Regions from separate parts of the Mus musculus genome. Here regions 1, 3, 4 and 5 are each linked to region 2. A link is a contact called in public HiChIP or PLAC-seq and promoter capture Hi-C data. All regions are on one chromosome and are shown on one strand. Each heading gives the region's core, a stretch centred on a gene start, on an enhancer-like site or on the middle of the called end of the contact. The rest is flanking DNA. Distances are from core to core; before and after follow the strand shown.

Region 1 (4,765 bases), core at 177-2,676, 690 kb before region 2:
AATTTGGGATCCTTCCTGCTGGGAGCATCGGGGTCTGTGAGGACCAGGGTGTAGAGTTTCCCAGGATCAAGGCCGTCCCATGAAATGCTGCTGGGCCTGTTCATAACCTGTAGGAAGGAACCAGTGTGGGGGTAAAAATCTAGAAATGCTCTCAAAACTCAACACTCTGCCACCTTATATTCCCAAAAGGTAAAACATGAGGGTTATTATTTTTATTCCTTTCTTTTACTACCGAGACAAAAAAAAAAATAGTTTATAGCAGTTTCACCCATGCAGATTAGTGGTAATTCCTAAGTATGGCCGCTACTAAAAGCCTGAAGCTTGGAGCTGGAGAGAATGCTGGGTTCCAAGAACTCTTGCAAAGGGTAGACATTTCCTGGCACTCCTGTGGGGGGGGGGTGGGGGGGTGCAACTCCAGCTCCAGGGGACCTGATGCCTCTTCTGACCTCCACAGCTCCCTGCTCTCTCACACACACAGCCACACACTCGCACATAATTAAAAACACAAAACCAATCTTAAAGAGCCAGGAGTCTAAAAAAAAATTTTAATTAAACAAAACAAAACCAGATGTGGTGCACGCCTTTAATCCCAGCACTGGAGAGGCAGAAGCAGGCAGATCTCTGTGAGTTCAAGGCCCGCCAGGGCCACAACTGAGTGAGACCCTACATGTAACACACACACCAAGCCAGCCTCGACAAACACTTGCCCACGTTATTAACAGAAAGTGGTGAGACAAGGAAGTCCGACGGTGGCAACGGGTCCTCCTCCACAACCTCACTGAGGGTCCCGAGCTACCTAACGCCTTTAAATATGGTGGCCAACGGTCCGCTTGGGGCCAGCTGAGGAGTAATCCGCCCTCGGAAAACGAGAGCGGCCAAGGACACGTACAAAGTTTGGGACAAGGGAGACCGGCCAGGGCTCCGAATGGAAACCTTCCAAGTCACCATCTCAAACCCTGCGCTCTAAATATATAAAGAGAACGGTTAGACCCAGTTTCTCTGAGCTTGGAACCGCTCTTGAGCGTCAGCATCCCACCCCCACCGCCACCCCCAGGAGCAACACAGGTTAATGAGAAAGCGCTGGCCCCGGAATCATTAATAAAGTGCGGGCTGCTCCCTGAGGAGGTGATTGCAAGCTCGGGACATTAGAAGGTTACAGAAGAGGCTTTCGGCTGTCGGGTGACGCTCCCGTCCGGTATACAAAGGCTGAGCTCGAGGCCTGCTCCGCCCCGCTGTCCCCCGGTCTCCCCGGCGGCGGGCCCACACCGTACCTGGGTGGGCGTTAGCACTTTGCCCAGCTCGTCCACCGTCACCCCGGCGTAGTCGACCCGCAGGGCGTGCTGGGGCGGCTCGTCCACCTCCTGCAAGCACAAGGGCCCGGCCCACTGGCTGATGTCGGCGGCCATGGCGATGGAGAGTTGGAAGGCACGCGCACGCCGAGTCCCGAGCGCTGTTAACGTAAAGCGCTTGCGCAGTTGACTGCCGCCCCGGGACCAACCGCAGGTCGGGTCACGCCCCTTCGCTCTCTGATTGGCTGAGCCGGAGCTGGGCGGTCCGAGCGCCAGGGTCACTGCGAAACTTCGCGGGTTGTGCCTGCAGGCCAGTGCGTGCATGGCTGTGGTGCAGATTAATGTTGCGGCTTCTCCTTTGCATTTGAAGGACTCTCTGCCCCATTTCGCAGTTCCCGGAGATAAGGCCATGCTTTCTCCCTAGCACTTCTTCAAACGAGCCAGGTTTCTTCCCTGCGTTATCTTTTGTTGTTGTTTTAAAAGTTCTTTAAATGCCAACGAAATTCAACCTCCCGGGAATCAATCAGTGTGTTGGTTGGGCTTAACCGCGGAGTGCAGGTGACTCCATAGCAGCAGTTCTGCAAGTTCTGCACAGATGATGGCCTTCCATCGCCGCCTAAATGCCCACACCGGAAACTCTCATCATTTAACCTTCCAAATGTTGTGCCTGTAAATTTGGGCAGAATTGCACGCACATGGTTGAGAGGAATGGCTGGATCTTGGTTGAGGCTTCAATGACAACTCTGCCTCCTAAGAGTGAATGTTGATAGACTACAAGCCCCATCTTCACGGTGCCTTCAAGTAGCAACTGCTGAGATCCTGAAGGGCTGGAACAAGACCTTTTACAGACAGTGTGACTTTACAAGACAAAGTGGAATTCAGGTTGCCAGTCGTTAGCTTCAGAATGTGGGTATCTCCTGGGGGGTTCCCAGATCATCCTAGGGGTCCTGAAAGAGATATTGAAAGTGTGATTGACAGGACCAGACTGAGGGTAAGCAAAGCTGGACCGGCCATCGCCAACTTTGCAGTTAGATACCAGCAGCCTCCCAAGACTGGAAGTAGTCAGAAATGTATGAAACTAGGTTTTTACAGTGTGGTAGCTAATAGAATACTCTACCCTTCAGGGACGATATGATCCCGGATTTGTTTGTTTGCTGGTTTGGGGTGTTGTTGTTATTGTTATTGTTGAGACAGGGTTTCTCTGTAGGCTTGGCTGTCCTGGAATTCGCTCTGTTGACCAGGCTGGTCTCCAACTCAGAGCTCTGTCTGCCTCTGCATCCTGAGTGCAGGGGTTAAAGACCTGTGCCACCACACCCAGCTCTCACTGATTTTTTTCACTTATTTATTAATTATATGTGGGGGGTTGGGGGAAGATACTGGACATGCCTGCAACAGGTCCAAGTATAGAGGTCAGAGAAAAAATGTGAGAGTCCACGTCTCCTTCTGTTGTACCACGTGGTGCCAGGGATGGACCTCAGGACTCTTGTAAGCTCCAGGAAACCCACTCAGATCTACATCTCATGGATCAAATGGACTCCATCCAGAAAGTACCCCTGTCAATCAATAGCCGAAGTTCCCCACCTGTTGAGTATTCTAAAGGGTGGGATTCCTCCCCAGGTCCCTAATTTTGGGATTCCCCTCCCCTAGCCACCAAGAACATGGGCCTAAGTGTTTCAAACTTCGAACCTCTATAACTTTGTTTTCCCAGGTATTTGTTACAGGGTTGAGAATCTGACTAAAACAAAAATACTGGGGGCTGCTGAGATGGCTCAGCAGGTAAGAGCACTGATTGCTCTTCTAAAGGTCCTGAGTTCAACCGCCCATGATGAGATCTGACGACCTCTTCTGGTGCATCTGAAGACAACTACAGCGTACTTATGTATAATAATAAATAAATTTTAAAAAAAAAACAAAACTCGGGGCTGGAGAGATGGCTCAGCGTTTAAGAGCACAGACTGCTCTTCCGAAGGTCCTGAGTTCAATTCCCGGCAACCACATGGTGTCTCACAACCATCTGTAACAAGATCTGGCGCCATCTTCTGGAGTGTCTGAAGACAGCTACAGTGTACTCACATATAATAAATAAATAAATCTTAAAAAACAAAAACAGGGCTGGTGAGATGGCTCAGCAGGTAAGAGCACCCGACTGCTCTTCCAAAGGTCCGGAGTTCAAATCCCAGCAACCACATGGTGGCTCACAACCATCCGCAACAAGATCTGACTCCCTCTTCTGGAGTGTCTGAAGACAGCTACAGTGTACTTACATATAATAAATAATAAATCTTTAAAAAAAAAAAAAAAAAAACAAACTTCTCAAAATTGCATATGAGCTGGGCATGGTGACATGAGCCTTTAATCCCAACCTTTGGGAGGCAGAAGCAAGCCATTTTCTCTCTGTGGCTTTTCAAGGCCAGCCTGGCCAAGTTCCAGGCTAGCCAGAGTTACACAGTGAGATGCTATCTTTCAAAAGAAAAAAAAAAAAACCCAAAAAGATAAAAACAAAAATAAAAATGTGCATTGAAAATGGACAGCCAGGGCTGGAGAGATGGCTCAGTGGTTAAGAGCACTGACTGCTCTTCCAGAGGTCCTGAGTTCATAGCCCAGCAACCACATGGTGACTCACAGCCATCTGTAATGGGATCTGATGCCCTCTTCTGGTGTGTCTGAAATATAAAATAAACAAATAAAATCTTTAAAAGAAAGAAAGGAAGAGGAAAAAGAAGCTGGACAACAGATGATTAAGAGGTTAAGAACACTTAGTGCTTTTCCAGAGGACCTAGGTTTGATTTCCAGCATGCACGACAGACAGCTAACAGCTGCCTATGTCCAGCTCCAAAGAATCTGATGCCCTCTACTGGCTTGTGTGGGTACTGCACACACACACACACACACACACAAAGAACAATGTTCTTTTTTTAAAGATTTATTTATGTATTTGAGTACACACTGTAGCTGTACAGATGGTTGTGAGCCTTCATCTGGTTGTTGGGAATTGAATTTAGAACCTTTGCTTGCTGCATTCAACCCTGCTCACTCCATTTGGCCCTGCTCGCTCAGACTCAAAGATTTATTTATTATTATATATAAGTACACTGTAGCTGTCTTCAGACACACCAGAAGAGGGCGTCAGATCTCATTACAGATGATTGTGAGCCACCATGTGGGATTTGAACACAGGACCTTCATAAGAGCAGTCAGTGCTCTTACCCACTGAGCCATCTCACCAGCCCAAGAACATTGTTCTTTGAGCCAGTTGTGGAAGACTATATCTGCAACACTAGTTCTTAGTAAGCTCCAATAGGAGAAGATTGATTCTAATTCTAGCCTGGGCTATATACACTGTTTTTTTTTTTAATGTAAAAATAACACCATTTTTATAAATTTTTCAATTATTTTGTTTTGTTTTGTTTTGTTTTTTTCAAAATAGGGTTTCTCTGTGTAGCCCCGGCTGTCCTGGAACTCACTCTGTAGACCAG
Region 2 (4,840 bases), core at 1,662-4,161:
CCAGGCCAAGCCCAGCAAACAGAACCGGGAGACTTGGCTGAATGTGGATCCTGAGCAATGGGATGCACCTGGGAGGATACCAGTGGGAGGAAGGAGACGGCAGCTATCTGGGACCCATTTGGACTGGAGGGGGAGAGAATGACGTAAGCCATGGACAGGCGACGGCTGTCCCTTTGTAACAATGTTAGAGACTCAGAGTTATTTCTAAGGCCCGATAGAGGGCCAGGGATAGCTTGGCAGGATCTGCTGAGAATTTCCCCAGGTTCTGACCCAGAGCATCTGAATTGAGGGGAGTTCTTTACCATGCCCTTTGTATACAGCTGGTCTTTCTAACCTGACTCAGAATTCACTCTGGAGATTCAAGGACTCTGACTTTATGATATCCATAGTCCCACAGTTCGGGGTCTGATGATGAGCTGAATTGGGTTTTGTTTGCTTGTTTTTTTGTTTTTGTTTTTGTTTTCCTGAAGGATGGGGATTGCCAACCAGGCAAAGGTGCTTGATGCTAAGCCTGGTGACCTGAGGTCTGTGCCCGGAACCTGTGTGATCGAAGCAGAGAACAGACTCCTGCAAGTTGCCCCCCTATGTCTATATTCACACCACGCACACAGGAGTGTGGAGAGCTTTGAGGGCCACTTGGCAGGAATCTGACATTGGCCAAGGACAAGGAAATGGGCTTCAGGCAGGAATCTGACATTAAGCCATGACAAGGAAGTAAGCACAGGCAGGAATCTAATTTTAGGGTAGAACAAAGAAGTAGGCTTCAGGCAAGAATCTGATTTTGGGCTAGGACAGGGAAGTAGGCTCAGAAATCTTGGTCACCCTTAGAAAAACAGTGGTCAAAGGAGTGATCACAGGACTTTGTTTATTGCCTTTGGGGATGGGGGTGGGGGGCGGAGACAGGGTTTCTCTGTGTAGCCCTGGCTGTCCTGGAACTCACTCGGTAGACCAGACTGGCTTCAAACTCAGAAATCCGCCTGCCTCTGTCTCCCAAGTGCTGGGATTAAAGCAAGGACAGTGCTTGTTCCTTGACTATTTGTGTTTATTGTACTGCTTGACCTTGTTACTTGCATGGAATTAGAATGGTATAAAAGCAGATTGGGAAAAAAATAAACCCACCTCAGCCTCAGAACTGGCTGGGGTCATGCTACAATGTTGTCTGTCCTTTTTCTTTTTAATCCTCACTCCTTCGCTGGAGAACCTGTTGACGGACTGAGCTGGCTTGGTCACGTGAGCACACAAAATAAATTAAAATGTAAATAAAAGCTCATCTAAAGATGAGACCCAAGCGAGATTCTCCTCTGACCTTCAATCACACGCACACACATATGCACACACATGCAGGCATACGTGCTCTCATTTACACACACATACACACACATATACACACATGTGCACACACATGCATTAAGAAAATAAAGCAGCCGGGCGGTGGTGGCGAATGCCTTTAATCCCAGCACTTGGGAGGCAGAGGCAGGTGGATTTCTGAGTTCGAGACCAGCCTGGTCTACCAAGTGAGTTTCAGGACAGCCAGAGCATATGGTAATTGTTGTATTGCCAGAGAGGGCATATATGTCCCCCAAATCATGAAGGATTGTTGAGTGGAAGACAATTAAAAGCAGACACCATGAACACCTCTAAAATCACACTCAGCATTTTGGGAGGCAGAGTCAAAGGGATCAGCGGCTTGAAGGAGCCCAGTCACACAGAGGAGAGCTCCCCACGATACTTCGACCTGCTTCAAATCAGGACATAGATTCAGGGGTTACTACTATTCTCCACACCATCATAGAGCTAGAAATAGGGGTCCCCAAAAACAAATAGTATGCTTGCCTCAGTACCCAGTGGAGAGTGAGTCACCCGTGGAGAAGGCCAAATCACTTCCAGGAAGTGCTTGGTATAAGATAGCCATTTTCAACAGCTTAATTTTGGGACTATGGCATGGCTGTAAAGTGCATGGCTAACCGGCACCAAGCCCTGGGTTTCACCCCCGCACTACCACCTCTGAAGTACATCTTGGTGGTGTATGCCTTTAATACAAGCTATGGGAGGTAAAGGCAGGGGGGCCAGAAACTCAAGGTCCTTCTCCAATACATAATTCAAGACCAGAGTGGACTACATCAGACTCTGTCTCAAATTGCTTTTGAGATCGGATCTTAATATAGATAGCCCAACTTTTGATCTGCGTGCCTCGGTCTCCTGAGAGCTGGGAATTAGGAAGTAAGCCACCATAGTCATTTTTAACTTTTAGTTATTGTCTATGTGGACTCATGTCCCATCGAGAAGGTGAAGGCCAAAGGGCAATTTTGTTTTGTTTTGTTTTGTTTTTCGAGACAGGGTTTCTCTGTGTAGCCCTGGCTGTCCTGAAACTCACTCTGTAGACCAGGCTGGCCTCGAACTTGGAAACCCACCTGCTTCTGCCTCCCAAGTGCTGGGATTAAAGGCGTGCGCCACCACTGCCCGGGCAACCTCGATATATTTATTTTCGAGACAGGGTTTCTCTGTGTATCTCTGGCTGTCATGGAACTCGCTCTATAGCTGAGGCTAGCCTCGAACTCTGAGATCTGCCTACTTCCACCTCCTAAATGCGGAGATCAAAGGTGCCACCGCCTCCCCGAATTTGCGTGTCATCCTAGGCGCAGCATCCATGCAAATCTCTGCATCGTTCCAGTTTTAGTATCTGCGCTGCCGAAGACGAGCACCCAGCTATCATTTTTAAAAATGCCCCTGGGAGAATCAGGACGCGAAAGGACCATTTATCTCTGCAGCAGCAGCCAGCTCTCGCCTCTGGCTCTTCCCAGTCCTCCAAGCGGAGTGGGCGGGACCCCCTGGCGTGGGCGGGGCGTTCCCAGCCACTCCCCCTGAGGGCGTGGTACGGCTTCTTAGGCTCCTATCGCGCGCGCGCCCGCCCGCACAGCGGCCCCCTCAGGTACGCGGACAAGATGGCGTCGGTAGCGGGGGACAGCGCTATGGAGGTGGTGCCGGCGCTGGCCGAGGAGGCCGCGGCTGAGGCGACGGGCCCCAGCTGCCTGGTGCAGCTGCCGGGCGAGGTGCTGGAGTACATCCTGTGCAGCGGCTCGCTCACGGCGCTGGACATCGGCCGCGTGTCCAGCACCTGCCGCCGCCTGCGCGAGGTGTGCCAGAGCAGCGGGCAGGTGTGGAAGGAGCAGTTCCGGGTGAGGTGAGCGAGCATCCCGTTCCCGGGACCCGCAGAGCCCCTCGGCGCCGGGCCTCGCGTGGGGCCCCACCCCGCCACCCTCCGGGCCTCCGGGCCGCGCGCCGCCCTCTTCCCGCGGCCGCAGACAAAGGCCTGCCTGCAGCCCGGGGGGCCCCCTCCGGAGCTCCGATGGGGTCGCGGCAGCCGCCCGAGGCCGGGGCCTCCGGAGCGCTCCGCCCCGGGGGGCTGCGGCCTTCACGCGCCTCCCGGCTGCAGGAGGAGGCGCATCTTTTGTGGCCGCTGCAGGATGTTGACGTGCAGGCAAAGCAGCGGTGCGTGCATTCCTGGCTAGCTCCTTAGGATGCCGGCATCGGACCTGCCAGTCCAGCTCGTGACCTTGGGGGTGGAGGGGGTGATGTCGGTCCACCTCCCTTCTCCAGAGCCTGGGTCTCCTGGTCGGTGATGAGACCCCCCCTCCTTTTTTTTTTTTTCCCATTATGGGGAATCAAATAAGATGAGGCCCGGGTTTGCAGGGCCTGATGCTGAGGGAGGCGCGCCATCCACGAGAACCGTTAGCATCACTGTGATTGTGGCCAGCGCAGAGATTGGGGGGCGGAGGGGGGGCGGCGGCTACTGGTGGTAGAAACGCTGCCTTTCGTGTCGCCACGCCAAGGTCACTGCATCTGAGTAGTGAGGGAATGCATTGCATACGCTATGATTATTGCAACTAGAGCCTCTGCCAAGTCCACCCCCCCCCCCTTGCCCGCAGACTCCTCCGTGGTTTTTTGCAGTCTCTGCGGAGCTGAGAAAGGGTGTTTTCTCTCCCCCCCCCCCCCTTATAGGTGGCCCTCCCTGATGAAGCACTACAGCCCCACCGACTACGTCAATTGGTTAGAGGAATATAAAGTTCGGCAGAAAGCTGGGTTAGAAGCCCGGAAGATTGTAGCTTCCTTCTCCAAGCGGTTCTTTTCAGAGCACGTAAGCATCAGGCTTGGTCATGCTCTGTGTGTGTGTGTGTGTGTGTGTGTGTGTGTGTGTATGTGTGTTCGTGCGCGCACGCGCTCGTTCGTGTGTGCCTGCCATAGCTTTTCAGCTCTTGTTCCTATTTCCCTTTTCACTGCTCACACAGCCCTTTGCTTGCATGCTTATAAGAGTCATTGTGTCCCCTCTCCTCCCGTCCAACAACACGGAGCCATTTGTCCCTGCTAGCCCTACTTTTTTTAAAGCCAGAGGGAGTGGGGTGTTGAGGAGCGGAAAGGGACACAGGGCGGTGTCCACTAGGTCCAGAGAAGCCTTACTCTTTGAGACTGTTAGGCGCTTTATGCACTGTCAACCTCTTGGTGCCTGTTTCCCAGGGAGGCTGCAGAAGTGCATGCCGTGCAGGGAACTGCCTTTTTAAGGAACCAAGGTTAAAAGCTGCCGTAGCTGCTCCTAGCCATTGAGCATTTCTGTTTATCACTGTGGCTCTTTGTTCCGAGAGAGGAGGTTCACTATGCGGCCCAGGCTGGCCTTGAACTCCCGTCCAGCCTCCTGAGGACTGCGATTCCCAGGAGGCAGCCTCAAGCCTGGCTCGAGTCGTGTGTCGCTTTTCTGTAAGGGCTGAGATGTGTGTTTCTTTTCAGGTTCGGAGTTAGTCGTTGTTTTTCTCCCTTGTCCAGAAATGTCCCATGGAAATCGGTGTCC
Region 3 (4,307 bases), core at 183-2,682, 560 kb before region 2:
GTAAATATTTTAGCTGCCACGAGCCATGCCATCTCTGCTACAACTATTGGCTTTTCAACAGGCCAAAAGTAGCCAGGCACCATTTGCAAGTGGGTGATAGTTGATAGATTGCAGATTGCAGCCTCTGCAGCTACCCATGTGTTTCCCGATGGATGCTATTCTCTCTATAAAGTTCTCTGGGTGGTGGTGGTGGTGGTGGTGGTAAGTCATCTCAGTTCTTTTCTACCTTACTACAATATAACTATTTTATTCATTCATTCATTTAATTAATTAATTAATTAAATTTTGAGGTGGGGCTCACCGTATGTAGCTCTGGCTAGCCTGGAACTCGCTATAGAGATAAACCAGCAGGAGGCTGGACTCGAACTCCCAGAGATCCACCTGCCTCTGCCTCCATAGTGCTAGAATTAAAAGCATGCGTCATCACATGCAGCTAAGAAGAAAGGCCCCGTCTTTTATTAATTTATAATAGGTTCGTGGAAATGGCTCAGTGAGGATGGACAGCTAAGTTCAATTCCTGGAGCCTAGGGTAGAAGAAGAGAATTGACTTCACCATCTGAGCACTAACCTCGCGGGCACGCTGGGCTGCACGTGAACCACCCCCACCCCACCCCACCCCCGCCCGTCGCCCATTAATTAATAAAAAGCGTATCTGTAACAGAGGCGCTCGGTATAACTTTATTAGCTGCAAAGTGAAATTTGAATTTCTTACAGGATTCCCCTTTCTTGTCACAAAGTATCCTTCCTCGCCCTCAACTTCTTTAAAATGTACTGGGCACTCTACTCCGGTACCCTAGGTGGCTGCCAAAGGTGGGTAGCAGGAGTCCTTTGGGGGACAAGAAAGAAAGCCAAGCCTCCTATCACCCTGCAGATGGACCTTTGCTAGATCAGGCCTAACTAATTGTCTCCTCCCACTCGTCCCAACTCTGGGAAAGCCATCAAGGTTGTTTTCCCGCACCCTCCAGCCCACCAAAGCCACAAGAAGCCACCAGCCAAGCCAGGAGAGCTGCACAGAACCCTGTGAGCTGGGCGCGCACCTGCTCCCGGGTCCCCGCGCACCTGCTGAGCCGCGCTCCGGCCTCGTCTCGCGAGATCCGGGCTGGCGTAGTGGCCCCCACCCCCACCCAGGCCACCGAGTACCTCTCCCCGCCCCCGGGCCGGGCCTCCCCGCCACCTTGGGGACCAGCCCGGCCCCCCTCTTCACCCCCACGGCATCGTAGCGGCTGCGCTCCGCACGCAAGCCCCTCAGTCCCAAGGGACCCCGCCTCCCCGGCTGGAGGGTGGCCCGGCGGGCAGGTGCACGCGCCGCCTGCCGCCAGCGGGTCCCAGGCGCGCCCAGAGTGCGGGGACCCGGGGACCGGCTGCGCGCACGGCGCCTCTCGGCGCTGCATCCCTCGCTCCGCTCCGCTCCCCACCCCGCCCAGTGATTGACAGGCAAGATGTCGGTGTGGAGCGAGGCAGGAGCGATTTCAGCAGCCGTCCCCCCTGGAGCCCGGCGGCGGCAACAGCAGCAACGGCGACAGTGGCAACAGCAGCAGCAGGAGCAGCAGCAGCAGCGTTGTCGCGGGGAGCAGACCGCAGCCAGCCGCAGTGGGCGCCGCAGCCGCGCCAGCCGTGCGCACAGCATCCCGAGAGCGCGCTGAGCGCGGGGACCCGCGGACCATGCCGTGTCACCGCGACCAGGAGGGGGGCAGGCGCGCTCCTTTTTGACATAAAAGCCAGCCCGGCCAAATAGATTTATATACATATAATTCCGCCCTTCACGGAGCCGGTGTGCGAAGCGTGAGCTCTATTTCCCTCTGCCTCCTCCTTCCACTTCTCCTCCTCCCCTTCCTCCTCCTCCTCCTCCTCTTTCTCCTCCTCTTTCTCCTCCTCCTCTCTAAGTGTACAGACTGCACCCTACCACCTGGTTGGCTTCTGACAAACGGGCATCTCTCCCTTTTTAGGGACCAGAGACACAGAGAAAGAGAGAGGAGAGAGGAGACAAGGGACATTCTAATGCAGACTGCCTGATACTCTCCCCCGCCCCAAATAATAATAAATTTTGGCTCTTGTCCCCTCCTCCACCCCCCACTCCCCTCAAGCTTGTGTGAGATGTTGGGTTTCTTCAGGAGACACCGCTGAGAAGTCGCAGAGGTTGGGGAGGCGTAGGGGGGGTGGGGGTGGACTCCCTCTACCTCTACTCCTTCCCTCCCCCTTTTTTTCTTTCTGGGAGGAGGTGGAGGAGGAGGAGGGGAAGGGGGGGTTGCAGAGCAAGCGATGGATGAGGAAAACATGACGAAAAGCGAAGAGCAGCAACCTCTGAGTTTGCAAAAAGCCTTGCAGCAGTGCGAGTTGGTTCAGAACATGATCGACCTGAGCATCTCCAATCTGGAAGGGCTTAGGACCAAGTGTGCAGCTTCCAACGACCTCACGCAGAAGGAGATCAGGACCCTGGAGGTAGGTGTTGCCTGGGGTGGGGGTGGGGGGCAATCCTTCCATTCCTTCCCCTTCTCCAGTCTGTCCCCTTTCCCTTTGGGATTCTGTGTGTTGACGGAGGGCCTGGGAAGGGGGGGGGGGGCTAAAGCAGGTGGGCACGAATGATGCGCTATGATTTATCACCTGGCAAAGCCAGCGCGGCTGTCCCTCCCTTCCCTTCCCAGTGCGGCTGTTGTCTGTGCTCGGCCGGGTGGTGGTGGTAGCAGTAATAATTGCTGTTCCGTATTTATTATTATGGGTTGTAGCTGTTGCCATGATTATTCTTTTCTTGTGGGAAGAGGGAGTTATTATTGTTGTTATTATTTATTATTATTATATTATTATTCTCATTCTCTCTCTCAGATTTGTTTACGGGGGCTTGAGTGCTGGGTGCTATGTTAAGGAGCTGCAGGGAACCCACGTGACCTTGTGCGTTCTGCAGGTGGTCAAAGGTGGTTTTGCCTGGTTAGATGGGGCTGCTTAAATGAATTCAACCTTTTGCTCTGTGTCTCACCCCCCCCTTCCCCCAATCTACGCCTTAGAAAACCAGATGCGTGAGAAAAAAAAAAATCCCCATTTCTAAAACAATCGTTTGATGTGTGTGTGTGTGTGTGTGTGTGTGTGTATGTGTATGTGTGGGGTCTTTGCAGGCCCAAAATGTGTAAATGTTACGATTGCCTGGAGTGGTTCTTGCACTAGGTGGCGTGGGGAAAATGCTCTTGGGCTGCCTTGGTGAGACTTGGAGGATAGGGGTCCAGGAGACGGGAGTTTCGTTTGGCTCATTTGTAGCATCTTCTCTCCAGCAGAACTTGAGGGGAGTTGGGAGCAGTTTGCTAAGAGAGGGTGGTAGGGATGGCTACAAAGTTACCACCAAGAAATGGAAGGAACTGTTTTCCTTCAAAGGCCATTTTCCCCTCTAGGGGATGCTTTCAGGGTTTTGTGAAAGACCTGGTGTACCGAAATCCTCCAGCAACCTACCTTGTTCAAAATGTCAGAGGGATTCAAGCAGCCCCTTCAACCTCCTTCCCTCGAAGGCCCAGCTGTCCACATTGCATGATTTAATTTGGGAATTCCCACTAGCTGGCATCTGCCAGAGAGTGGTGGCTGTGGAGCCCAGAGCAAAGGAGGCTTCCCATTGGTATGGCCATGTATCCCGGAGCTGGCTGCTTCGGTTGGCCTCTGGCTTGGTTTGTGAGTTCCGGAAGCCTGAAGTGTTTCATCAGTCCTGGCTGATGGGGTCATCTGTATGAATGCACCTCTTGGACTCATTTGTCAGGCCTTTTGTTTCTCCTCCATGGTTTTAAGTTTGACCTGATGTCTGTATTGGTGCAGGAGACTATGGTTTGGAAAGAGGAGTTTGTATGTGTGTGTGTGTGTGTGTGTGTATGTATGTGTGTTTAAATACGGCGCTTGCTGCCCTTGGCTATGTATCTATGCTCACCTGTCAAGCGGGAACATGAGCCCAGGGATGAAATAAGATAAATGTGAATGTGGGAAGGGTGTTGGGAGGCCCAGGCATTGCCTTTCTCAAAGGAGAGAGAGAGGGGGGGTTGACTAACGATTGCTGCTGGATGAAAAGGTGTGGGCTGTTGTTAGCCTAGTCCTTATTTCTGCACAGGGGCCCAGGACAGATTTGGATTCAGAACTATACATGGGAAAGCTCATACAGGCCCCTGAGGGCCACCACCTCCACCATGTCTCTTCTCCTGTCATCAGCAAACCCCAGTCTAGGCGGACGATTACAGTCTAAGTTGCTCAGAGTTTCCTTCTGTTTCTTGCTATGGTGTTCTGTCCTCTGTTCGCTGACTCCCTGGAGAGCAGTGATTAACAGAGCCAGGCACTCTGTGGCT
Region 4 (4,638 bases), core at 777-3,276, 820 kb before region 2:
GCCTCCTGAGTGGTGGGATTAAAGGCGTGTGCCGCCACTGCCCAGCAAAGCCACGCTTTTAAAAATAAAAATTTAAAACCAATGTCACTGAAATCCCAGATAACATGGAAGTTCTATGCCGATTATTTTTCTCTCAGTTTACACATCATTTCCATGTGTAATGTAGGTTTTTTTGTTTTTGTTTTTTTTTTTAGTTGTTTCTTGATTGGCTGTGTTTTAATTGCAGGTGTCTATCTGCACAGCACTTTGTAAAGATTGTTATTTTATCTTCTGCAGAGCTGGGGACCGAATCCAGGTTCTCATGTAGCTAACGAGAAGTCCATGTTTATCCTCCACGACTGTGATTAACACCGTCGTGACCACAAGCAATCCAGGGGAGTAAAACACTGAGTTTCTCCTAGGTCGCAGCCTATCATCTAAGCAAGGCAAGGCAGGGAGCTTGGGAAGGCTGCCTCCTGCCTTGCTCAGGTAGCTTTCTGGTCTGGCCTGAGCCCACTGTAGAGAGGTGGCTCGACCTATAAAGAGCTGTGTCTTCCTACATCCCTACATCAATTAGCAATCAAGAAAATGCCATACAGACATGCCCATAGTCCAGTCTGATGGAGGCAGTTCTGTACTTGAGGCTTCCTCATCCCAGGTGACTCTAGGTTTATGTCAAGTTGACAGCTGAAGCTAACTGTGACAGGAGGTAAGGGCTATACCAGTAGCCTGCAGGCTTAAAGGATTTCTTTAAATGCAAAAAAAAAAAAAAAAGGTGGGGGGGGGCACTGATTTTGCATTTGATTTAATAAGCCCTTTGGACAATAACCTAGATTTCCTACATGACACAGACTTGTGAATGAAACATGCTCAGAGTGACAGATACAAAATATGTGTGTGTGTGTGTGTGTGTGTGTGTGTGTGTGTGTGTGTGTCTAGGTGCTAGAAATTCAAATGTCACAGCTGGGTAATTTGCAAATTTCAGCCTTGGAAGAGCCTAGAACTTCCTTCTGAGCCTGGTTGTGGGTCCAACCCCTGGCTGACTCATTTGAGGAGCAAGGCCTAGCAACAGGAAGGTTTTGGCAAATGCTCTGTGAAAGGGCAGAGATGACTGGGAGGGCAGCCTGGGTAAATACCCCCGGGCTGAGTCACCCAACAGAGTGTCTTTAACTCTGTCCAGTTGCCCGCTCGCTGGCTTGCTCGCTCGCTGTGTGATCTGGCCACTTTCATCTAGAGTTTTGGTTTTCATTTCCCTAAATCCCAGCCCCAGATGACTGGGCTGTAGAGTCATTCCTGTCCTGTCAACTCAGCCGTGGAAGGGTTTCCTTCAGCCCAGCAAAGCAGTTGCTGTTGACCCAAGCCTGGAAGTGAAACCCTGTGGGGCGGCCTCCCTCCCCTTTCCCTCTGCAGTGCCTCACCCTCCCTCCTAGTTTACAGGCAGGAGGCTGCAGAGCTGGCTCAGTGGGTAAGAGCACCAACTAGTATGCCAAGGGCCCAGGTCAGATTCCTACCACCTACATAGCGCCTCACAACCATCTGGGACCCCAGTCCTGGAAGATCTGGAGCCCTCTTCTGGCCTCTGTGGGCACCAGACATGCACACAGCACACAGACAGGGAAAACACCCATACGCATAAAATAACTAAATCTAAAAGTAAGTTTAATTTATATGTGAGTTTTATCTGATGGCTTGTTTGCTTTTGCTGTTTATTTAGTGTAGGTGGGGAGTGGGGGCCATGGCACGCCTGTGGCGGACAGAGGACAACTTGCAGGGATCTGTTCTCTCCCTCCAGCCTGTCTTCCTCAAGACAAACCCAGGTCATCAGGTTTGCTAACGAGTGCCTTTACCAGCCGCATCATCTCTGATCCCGTTCATGGGTTTCAAAGCCCTACTCTCTTTCTCCTGATGGAGTCTCTTATAGCCTTACCAGCCTGGAACTCACTGTGTACCCTTAACCTTGATCTCCCGGTCCTCCTGCCTGTACCTCCCAACTGCTGGGATTACAGAGCTGTACGGCCACTTCCCGTTTATGTGGTGCTGACGAGAAAACCCCTTCATGCGTGTTAAAGCAGTCATTTTCCTGACTGAGCTACACCCCTGACCCTACAGTGTGTAGGGTCACATTTATCTTTGCTCTTTTCCACTGTTTTCCTGTTTTCAGCATCTTTTCCCTTCTTTAGGGACAGCCTCCCTCCCTCCCTCCCCACCACACACATCCAGGCTTCAAGTTCCCTGCAGATTTAATGCAGGGCTAGCAGGGCAGAGCCTCAGAAGGTCACACCTCAGGCTTGTTGTGTGAGGTGGTGATACTACAGGCCCCCTGTGGAGATAGGCAGCGTTACTCCACAGCTCAAAATAAAGTGGAGCGTGCAGGCTTGTGACACAAGCCGTGAGAGACAAGGGGAAAAAAAAACCTCCCAGGCTAACTCAGTGGTGTCTGGGACAATTAGCCCCTGAAGCTTCTGTTTCATTTCTGCATTTGCAAGTCACACCAGAATGAGAAACTGAGTAATTTGATTATAAACTGTGTGGGTTGTAGCACTTGTTGAATTGGGTTCCTTGATGGTCACTGCTGATTGTTGACTTGACAGGATCTAGGATCACCCAGGAGGTGGGTCTCTGGGCATCTATGTGGGGGATCACCTTGGCTGTGTTCACTGAGGTGGGAAGACCTGTGCACTGTGTGTGGGAGACACACGTGCACTGCAGGCAGAAGAAAGCCGTGTGCACCGTGTATCACTGTCCTCCGACTGCAAACATCTGTGGCCAGCTGCCCCAAGCTCCCACTGCCTCGACCTCCCTCCAGCCCCCAAGAAGAACTGTGACCTGAAACTGAGAGCTAACACAAACCCTTTCTCCATTAAGCAGCTCCTGCCAAAGCTTTTTTTTTTTTTTTTTTTTTTTAATCGCAGCAACAGGGAAAAAGAAAGAAAACTAACGCTATCAAACCATACACCTTAGTGTCTTTCTCATGCGCCAAGGCCTCAACCTGCTGAGGCTGGCCTTGAAGTCCCTGATCTTCTGCTTCTGCCTCCCAGGTGCCGGAACTACAGACACGAATCACTGTGCCTAGCTAACCATAAACCCTTAACACATGCGTCATTCTGAGAAATCGTTCCCTCACTATGTGTTCCACCAACCCAAGAACAATACCTTACTTTGTTGTAGTTGCACGAGGCAAGGCTGGTCGTAGATTACAGAAACAGTTTATGTGACCTTTGCACTCCAAAAGCCATGACACAGCTGTGCCGTTTCTTCCAAGCCCTCTTTTCCTTCTTTCTCTGCCCCTCGTTTTGAAGTATTAAGGACTGAACAAGGACCCTGTCTGTGCCGGGCACACGCTATACTGAGCTCCAGCCCACAGTGCTGAGTCTTGAGAGCCGTATTGTTACAGAATTTAACTGTATTTCCTCACAAGCTTCTCTGGAGAGTGCTGCTAGTGGGGATTGACTCTAGAGCTTCCGGTCTACTGGGCTTTTACCGCTGAGCTGCATCCCCAGACCGCTTCCATAGCTTCCATGCTGTAGATGTTGAGTTAAAGTACTGCATTTCTTAAAAAAGCTTTAAATTTTCTATATACATATATACACATAACAAAATTAAAAACAAACAAACACCCTTAGAGGAAATTATAGACATGAAAGATGGTCATATTAACCATCAGTATTCTTGAAGAAGATAGTGAAAATATATTAAAAAGATAAAATTAAAATAGTTCTAGAAATAAGAAAGAAGGTGAAGCTATAGTTTGAAAGGACCACAGTATCCCGGGTGATATGTATATAATGGAGGCCAGAAGAGGGCATCAGATCCCCTGGAACTGGACTCGCAGGTGGTTGTGAGCCCACATGTGGGTTCTGGGAATTGAACCCAGGTCCTCCAGAAGCTCAGCCAGTGCTGTTAAGTGCTGAGCCATCTCTCCAGCTCTCTTCTCTCACTTTCCAGGACTTAATGATACTAGGCCTTGCTTGGGTCTTTTTCATCTCATCTGCTTGATTTGTCTTTAGCAATAATTTTTATTTAAAGCATCTTGAGCAAATGGTGAAATAATAATACTCATGAAAGCATATTTTGATGATAAATAATAACTTTGAACCAGTAGATTCAAGTATTAATGAAAAATATTAATTTTTTAAAAGACATTGGGCTAGTCTTTCAGATGTAAATATCCCAAACTTGCCTTTGAGTCTTTTTGTCTTGGTATTAAAGAGTTTATTTTTAGGATGTGTAACTTGGTAATTTAGGATACTTCTCAGTATTTAATTCCATGATAATTTCACCCGGGATACTGTGGTCCTTTCAAACTATAGTTTCATCTTCTTTCTTATTTCTAGAATTGCTTTAATTTTATCTTTTTAATATGTTTTCACTATCTTCTTCAAGAATATTGGCGGTTAATATGACCATCTTTCAAGTCTATAATTTCCTCTAAGGGTGTTTGTTTGTTTGTTTGTTTTTAACTTTGCTCAGTGTCTTCTGCCTCGTTTTCTTCAGAGTTCGTATACTCAAGTCCCTGAGCCCCTTTCAGGGTTCCCAGTTCTTTGTTCCACTTCCCTGCAGAATTAACTCATTGCAGTGTGGATTTGTCTTTTTCCTTTATTATTAGTAGTAAATCCTTCTCTTGGAAGTCAGCTCTCTTGACTTCCAGGTCACATTTCA
Region 5 (4,799 bases), core at 1,785-4,284, 860 kb before region 2:
GGAGAGGAGGAGGAGGAGGAGGAGGAATAGGAGGAATCATCTCAGCACTTGGGAGGCAGAGGCAGGTGGATTTCTGAGTTTGAGGCCAGCCTGGTCTACAGAGTGAGTTCCAGGACAGCCAGGGTTACACCGAGAAACCCTGTCTCGAAAAACAAAAAACAAAAAGAAGAAGAAGAAGGAGGAGGAGGAGAAGCAGAAGCAGTAGCAGCAGCAGCAAAAACCTATGGTCTCTGCCTAGTGGCTCACAACAATAATCCCAGGTGCTCAGAAAGACAAATGCAAGAGGACAGAGCAACATCAAGGCTTGCCTGGATTTCACAATGAGTTCAAGGCCAGCCAGTTTAATGAGACCTTGTTTGAAAGCAAAATTAAAAAGGATGGGCCATGTATGCCTGTGGCTGGGTAGGGCACTTGTTCGGCATGCTGGAGACCCTAGCTTCACTCCCTAATTGGAGAGACAGAGAAGATGTGTCCAGAGGAACCCTATTCAGTTAACTCAGATCTGCAGAAAACAGAACAAGCATTAAGGCCCGGCAGATGGGAACACAGCAGAAAGCGGGGTGGAACCCGGGGACAGTATTCTGTTTCTCACAGCCTCTGTGATCAAATGCATTTCCAAATGGGCCCCCAGAGAGACTTCTAAAAATGAGAACATTCGTTCTGGGTCGCATTTCTTTTGACATTTCCTATTTGCTACCTTGTTTTAATTAAATCTTGGCTCTCTTTGTAAGAAAGAGTTCCTCTCTGCAGAAATGCAAGAATGTCCAGAATGCAAAGCTGGGACGGCTTTTCCAGCAGCTCGGGATCTGAAGCCCCTTCTCGACAAGAGTCCTTCTTCAAGCCCAGCCTCAGCAGAGGTTCTCGGAGCTGTCTCTTCTCCAGAGGATGAGGTCAGCTTCCTGCGTGTGCTTGTTCTCTCTCTCTCTCTCTCTCTCTCTCTCTCTCTCTCTCTCTCTCTCTCTCTGTGTGTGTGTGTGTGTGTGTGTGTGTGTGTGTGTGTGTGTGTGTGTAAACTGTTGGAACACATGTAGACTATTTGTAATCCAGCACACTGTGGGATCGCAGCTCCCAATACTATTAAAGAAGCAACAAATTAACAGGCATCATTTTTTGAACTCAGAATCCATTGATACAATGAAACAAATGACAGTTGGGTTTGTTACTAAACTGTGTGTAATCTTGTTTTGTGTTTAACTTTTATTTCTGTCTCCCTGATTACAGACAGCCAGTGTTAGTCTTCATGCGTTTCTGTTTTACATGGATTACAGAGACACAAATGGTTGGATGACGACAATTTGTCCCTTATCTTCCATGAAAATTGCAGAGCTGGCCCAAGGAGCAGCCCTACTAAGTGCTACTTAGTGAGGAGGGAAATGAACTTTTTAAGAATCCCTCCTGACTTTTAGCTCAACCAAATTTTATCATTGTTTGTAAAACCTTCAAAATCAAGTTTCACCCCTTAAAATTCTCCACCACTTCTCCCAAATAGTATATTCAGTCAGACTACCCAGATGAAGTTTGATATGCAATGTTTAGGATGTAAATTTTGCTGGGGAAATACCAGAGAGAGAGCGAGTGAGCGATCAGTTTTTTGACATGTTTGAATCTCTAGGATCAATATCCAGTACTTTAAAAAAAAAAAAAAAAGGCCAGCGTGTTGGGACCCACCTTTCATTGCAGCCAGAGGCAGGGGAAGGCAGATCCCTATGAGCCCAAGGCCAACCTGTCCACACTGAGAGTTCTAGGCCAGTAAGCCATCCTAGGTGAGACCCAATCTCAGATAAATAGAAACTAAATATTTTTTTGTAGTAGAGCGTTGACCAGGAGTTGAGTGTCCACGTCTGATAAGGCTTAGGGTGAAAATGTGTCCCTGCAGAAAAACTGCTTTGAGCTTCCACCATCAACTGAAAACAACACAGCTATTTCCACACAAAAAACATGAGACAGGTCCTGGTGCACTTTAACCTCTGGCAGGCACTATGTTTCCGCGTGGCTTAGGATGGAGCCAGGCAGGTTATTGCAGGTTGCACTTGGGGGGTCAAAGCTCAATCAACCTTCCGCCTTTGGTTCATTAAAGCCCGTGGCCCTGAAAGATTTAGTTAGATACGCTTGCTGGAATTTTGCCAAAGCCAACGGGGTCCCCCTACCCCAACTCCTCCATTAACTGTGGTAATCAAAACTCACAAAATGTGTATTTCTTTTTTCACTTTTCTTTCTTTCTTTCCTCTCTTTTCTTTTCGTCCTTCCTTTCTTTCTTTCTTTCTTTCTTTCCTCTTTTTCCTTCCTTTCTTTCTTTCTTTCTTTCTTTCTTTCTTTCTTTCTTTCTTCTTTCTTCCTTTCTTTCTTTCTTAGCTTCTGAGAAAAGATCTAGCTAGATACCCCAGGCTGGGTTCAAACTTGAGGCGATCTTCCAGCTTCTGCCTACAGAGTACTGGTATTCACATCGCACTCATTTTAAAATGTGCCCAGACCCTGGTAAGTAAGCATTTAGCTGGGTCCACAGATTTTTTCCCCCTCTCTCCAGCAGTAAACGTAGGGTCACTGAACGCAAAGCAAGAAAACGCATTCCCCTTCCTGAGAGCTGGAAAATAATTTACAAGCCCCAGGAGGAAAGCATCCCTTAAGGATGGCCAGGAGCTGTGAAAGGTCCAGAGAAAGATCCGACTGGCCCCACGATCTTATCCACGGTGGTCCGACAAGACAAGACAAGGCGTGGGGAAAGAGAGCCAAGAACTTTGACCCTGGCGCAGCACAAACAGAGCTGACCGCGCCCGAAGGGGCCATAGCTAACCCAAGTTAAGAGAGCTTCCGCGTTTGGGAAAGCCCCGCCCACCTGGACCCGCCCACCACCAGCTCCGCCAATCCCCTGGATCCATCGACCGCTCGGACTTCCCAGGCAAGGTCAATCGAGCGCCTATATACGGCCTGGACCCCGAGAGCGGCGATCAGGGAAGGTCAGTAGAGAACCTATCAAAGCATGGCTGTGGGCGGAGTCGAGGGCGGGGTCGAGTGGGGGCGGGGCGCGCTCTGCGCAGTCGGGTGCGATTGGTCACCCCTGGCGGAGCCGCACCTCGGACAGCAGCAGCGGCGGCAGCTAGGGTCCTGCGTGGAGAGTGGGGCGCGACGGGGACTCGCGGGCGGAGGCTGCGCGTGGGGACCCAGCACGCGAAGACCCAGCACGAGAGCGACTCTGGGCACGAGTGAGAGGAGGCGGCGGCGCCGGGGCCGCGGGTGACAGCGCTGAGGTGAGAGCGCGGGCACCCGAGTGACATCCCGAGTCCTCGGCGCAGCGGCCGCGAGCATCCCGGGAGCGGAGTTGTTAGCGGTTCTGCCAGTGCGCCGGGGAGAGGGGGGGGGGGGACTGGGAAGGACCGGGACGGAGAGTGAGGAGCGGACCCCGAGAGGGATCGCGAAGAGTGAGAGGACCAGGATGGGGACAGGGGTGAGGAGTGAACTCTGAGAGGGACTGCGTGTGAGCGAGGGGACCCGGAGAGAGATGGGGACATCAGGATGAGGAGGGGACCGAGAAATACCGCGGGAGAGCAAGGGGACCCCAAGACAGGACAGGGCAATGGGATTAACGAGGCGACTTGAAGAGGGACTCTGGCCGTGGGATAAGCGAAAGAACCCCGGAGGGACTTGCGACGACGGAGTGAGTGAGCGAGGAGATCCGCCCCTGATGGGCCGGTGGGAAAAGCAGACGGGACCCAGGGAGGGACACTCAGAGGGATTGGGACTGCAGACTGAGCAGGTTGACTTGAGAGAACTCAGGCAGCGGGATGAAAGAAGGGGACCCTAGAGAGACCGAGACAGGAAAATAAGCAAAGGAGACTTTTGGGGAGGCGAGGGCAGTAGTTCTGAAACTATGCTCTTGCGATGAGTGTAAAGAGGACCTCAGGAAGGCTTAGGGCAGCCGAGTGAAGGGAGGGGTCCCCAAAAGGGTGTGGGCTGAGGGACCCAGAGTAGGGACAGACAGCACTGAGAGTCCAAGGAGAGCCGGTGAGTGAAGTACCAGAGAAGAGCTTGCGCAGCGTGAACATGGTTTTTCTGGCCTCACAGCCAGGCACCTAGGGAAAAACACCGGCAGCCTGAGCCCGGGTGGCATTGAGTGGGCACAGCAGCAATGCTGACACCTGGACGACACCGATGCTGCTCCACTGCAAAGAACCCGAGGTCTCCCCCTGAGGGTTGAGTTCCGGGATGCTGGAAGGGGGATCATGTGATGGGCCCGGGAGTGAAAGACATAGATCCTAAGGGCTGGCCAAGGGCTAGCTAGACGATTTGTAGAGATTAGACCAGCGTCTCACCTCTTTCTTCTAAACAGCAGGCTGGCTTCCCAACTCTTCCCTAAAGTTCGACCTCGAGGTTCCTTGATGACACATCTGGGGCAAAACTAGAGGGGTTTGCTCCCCATTCACCGGCCCCCAAGTAGTTGGAGGGAGGGATAATTTAGAAGAGCCTTGAATTAATTAGGATGTTAATTTTAATGCTCTTAAAGCACCGGATTGTGTTTGTTTGTTTGTTTCAGTTTAGGCTTTTTATTTCCGCTCCACAAAGAGTTAAGAAACTTTTTCCCATTTGGCAGCCCGGCTCTATCAGTGTTTACAATGCACACATAGGAGAACCAGAGCAGGTTTGTAGTTAGGGCTGTTTAACTTTGATGTGTTAGACACGGTTGGAAGGTCACCCTCAATCTTTCAAAACAGTTGCTGGGGCCAGTAAATGAATGGTGCTTTCTAGGCAAGCTGAAGGGCCAGACATGTGTATTCAAAGCAGACACTGTAGGTCTCTCTCAAGGC

Evidence for each region. Promoter capture Hi-C pulls out the DNA fragments that hold promoters and counts their contacts. HiChIP or PLAC-seq counts read pairs in DNA pulled down with a chosen protein or histone mark.
Region 1: a promoter capture Hi-C map of neural stem cells shows a contact between it and region 2. The contact joins the promoter of Pebp1 here to the promoter of Fbxo21 in region 2. A contact is called at or near these places in 11 of 39 promoter capture datasets (the 3T3-L1 cell line, the HPC-7 cell line, cranial neural crest and 6 more), 1 of 484 Hi-C or Micro-C datasets (LSK cells), 2 of 115 datasets of contacts at active chromatin or transcription factors (astrocytes and memory CD8 T cells) and 1 of 9 other capture datasets (pancreatic islet).
Region 3: an H3K4me3 HiChIP or PLAC-seq map of embryonic forebrain shows a contact between it and region 2, with 4 times the contacts expected there. The contact joins the promoter of Ksr2 here to the promoter of Fbxo21 in region 2. A contact is called at or near these places in 6 of 39 promoter capture datasets (the 3T3-L1 cell line, cranial neural crest, liver and 2 more) and 5 of 115 datasets of contacts at active chromatin or transcription factors (astrocytes, craniofacial prominence, embryonic forebrain and 2 more).
Region 4: a contact with region 2 is called in a promoter capture Hi-C map of the HPC-7 cell line, with 4 times the contacts expected there. The contact joins the enhancer-like site here to the promoter of Fbxo21 in region 2. A contact is called at or near these places in 6 of 39 promoter capture datasets (3T3-L1-derived adipocytes, the HPC-7 cell line, embryonic stem cells and 3 more) and 2 of 9 other capture datasets (embryonic stem cells and liver).
Region 5: a promoter capture Hi-C map of neural stem cells shows a contact between it and region 2. The contact joins the promoter of Taok3 here to the promoter of Fbxo21 in region 2. A contact is called at or near these places in 4 of 39 promoter capture datasets (cranial neural crest, hippocampal neurons, neural stem cells and 1 more), 1 of 15 datasets of contacts at CTCF or cohesin (large pre-B cells), 2 of 484 Hi-C or Micro-C datasets (B cells and uterus), 8 of 115 datasets of contacts at active chromatin or transcription factors (the SCID.adh cell line, embryonic forebrain, embryonic midbrain and 4 more) and 1 of 9 other capture datasets (embryonic stem cells).

The regions. Positions count from the first base shown.
Region 1 is chr5:117,286,138-117,290,902 of GRCm38.p6, forward strand. It overlaps Pebp1 (phosphatidylethanolamine binding protein 1), which reads right to left and starts at 1,427. Exons shown (of 4, transcript NM_018858.2): 1 at 1,272-1,427; 2 at 1-107. The coding sequence starts at 1,406.
Region 2 is chr5:117,973,859-117,978,698 of GRCm38.p6, forward strand. It overlaps Fbxo21 (F-box protein 21), which reads left to right and starts at 2,912. Exons shown (of 12, transcript NM_001346588.1): 1 at 2,912-3,181; 2 at 4,000-4,135. The coding sequence starts at 2,943.
Region 3 is chr5:117,412,570-117,416,876 of GRCm38.p6, forward strand. Ksr2 (kinase suppressor of ras 2) reads left to right here and starts at 1,433. Exons shown (of 20, transcript NM_001312914.1): 1 at 1,433-2,439. The coding sequence starts at 2,260. It overlaps Gm52829 (a long non-coding RNA gene), which reads left to right. Exons shown (of 3, transcript XR_003955989.1): 3 at 473-618.
Region 4 is chr5:117,157,580-117,162,217 of GRCm38.p6, forward strand. The region is part of intron 1 of Taok3 (TAO kinase 3); the gene reads left to right. Among named protein-coding and RNA genes, the nearest start is that of Taok3, 40 kb to the left of the region's middle. Within about 2 kb of position 2,027, at least 212 of the 459 cell types and tissues checked have an H3K27ac peak or open chromatin away from gene starts, as enhancers often do. A contact at or near this core is called in 3T3-L1-derived adipocytes, the HPC-7 cell line and liver, where this site is marked.
Region 5 is chr5:117,117,095-117,121,893 of GRCm38.p6, forward strand. Taok3 (TAO kinase 3) reads left to right here and starts at 3,035. Exons shown (of 21, transcript NM_001199685.1): 1 at 3,035-3,245.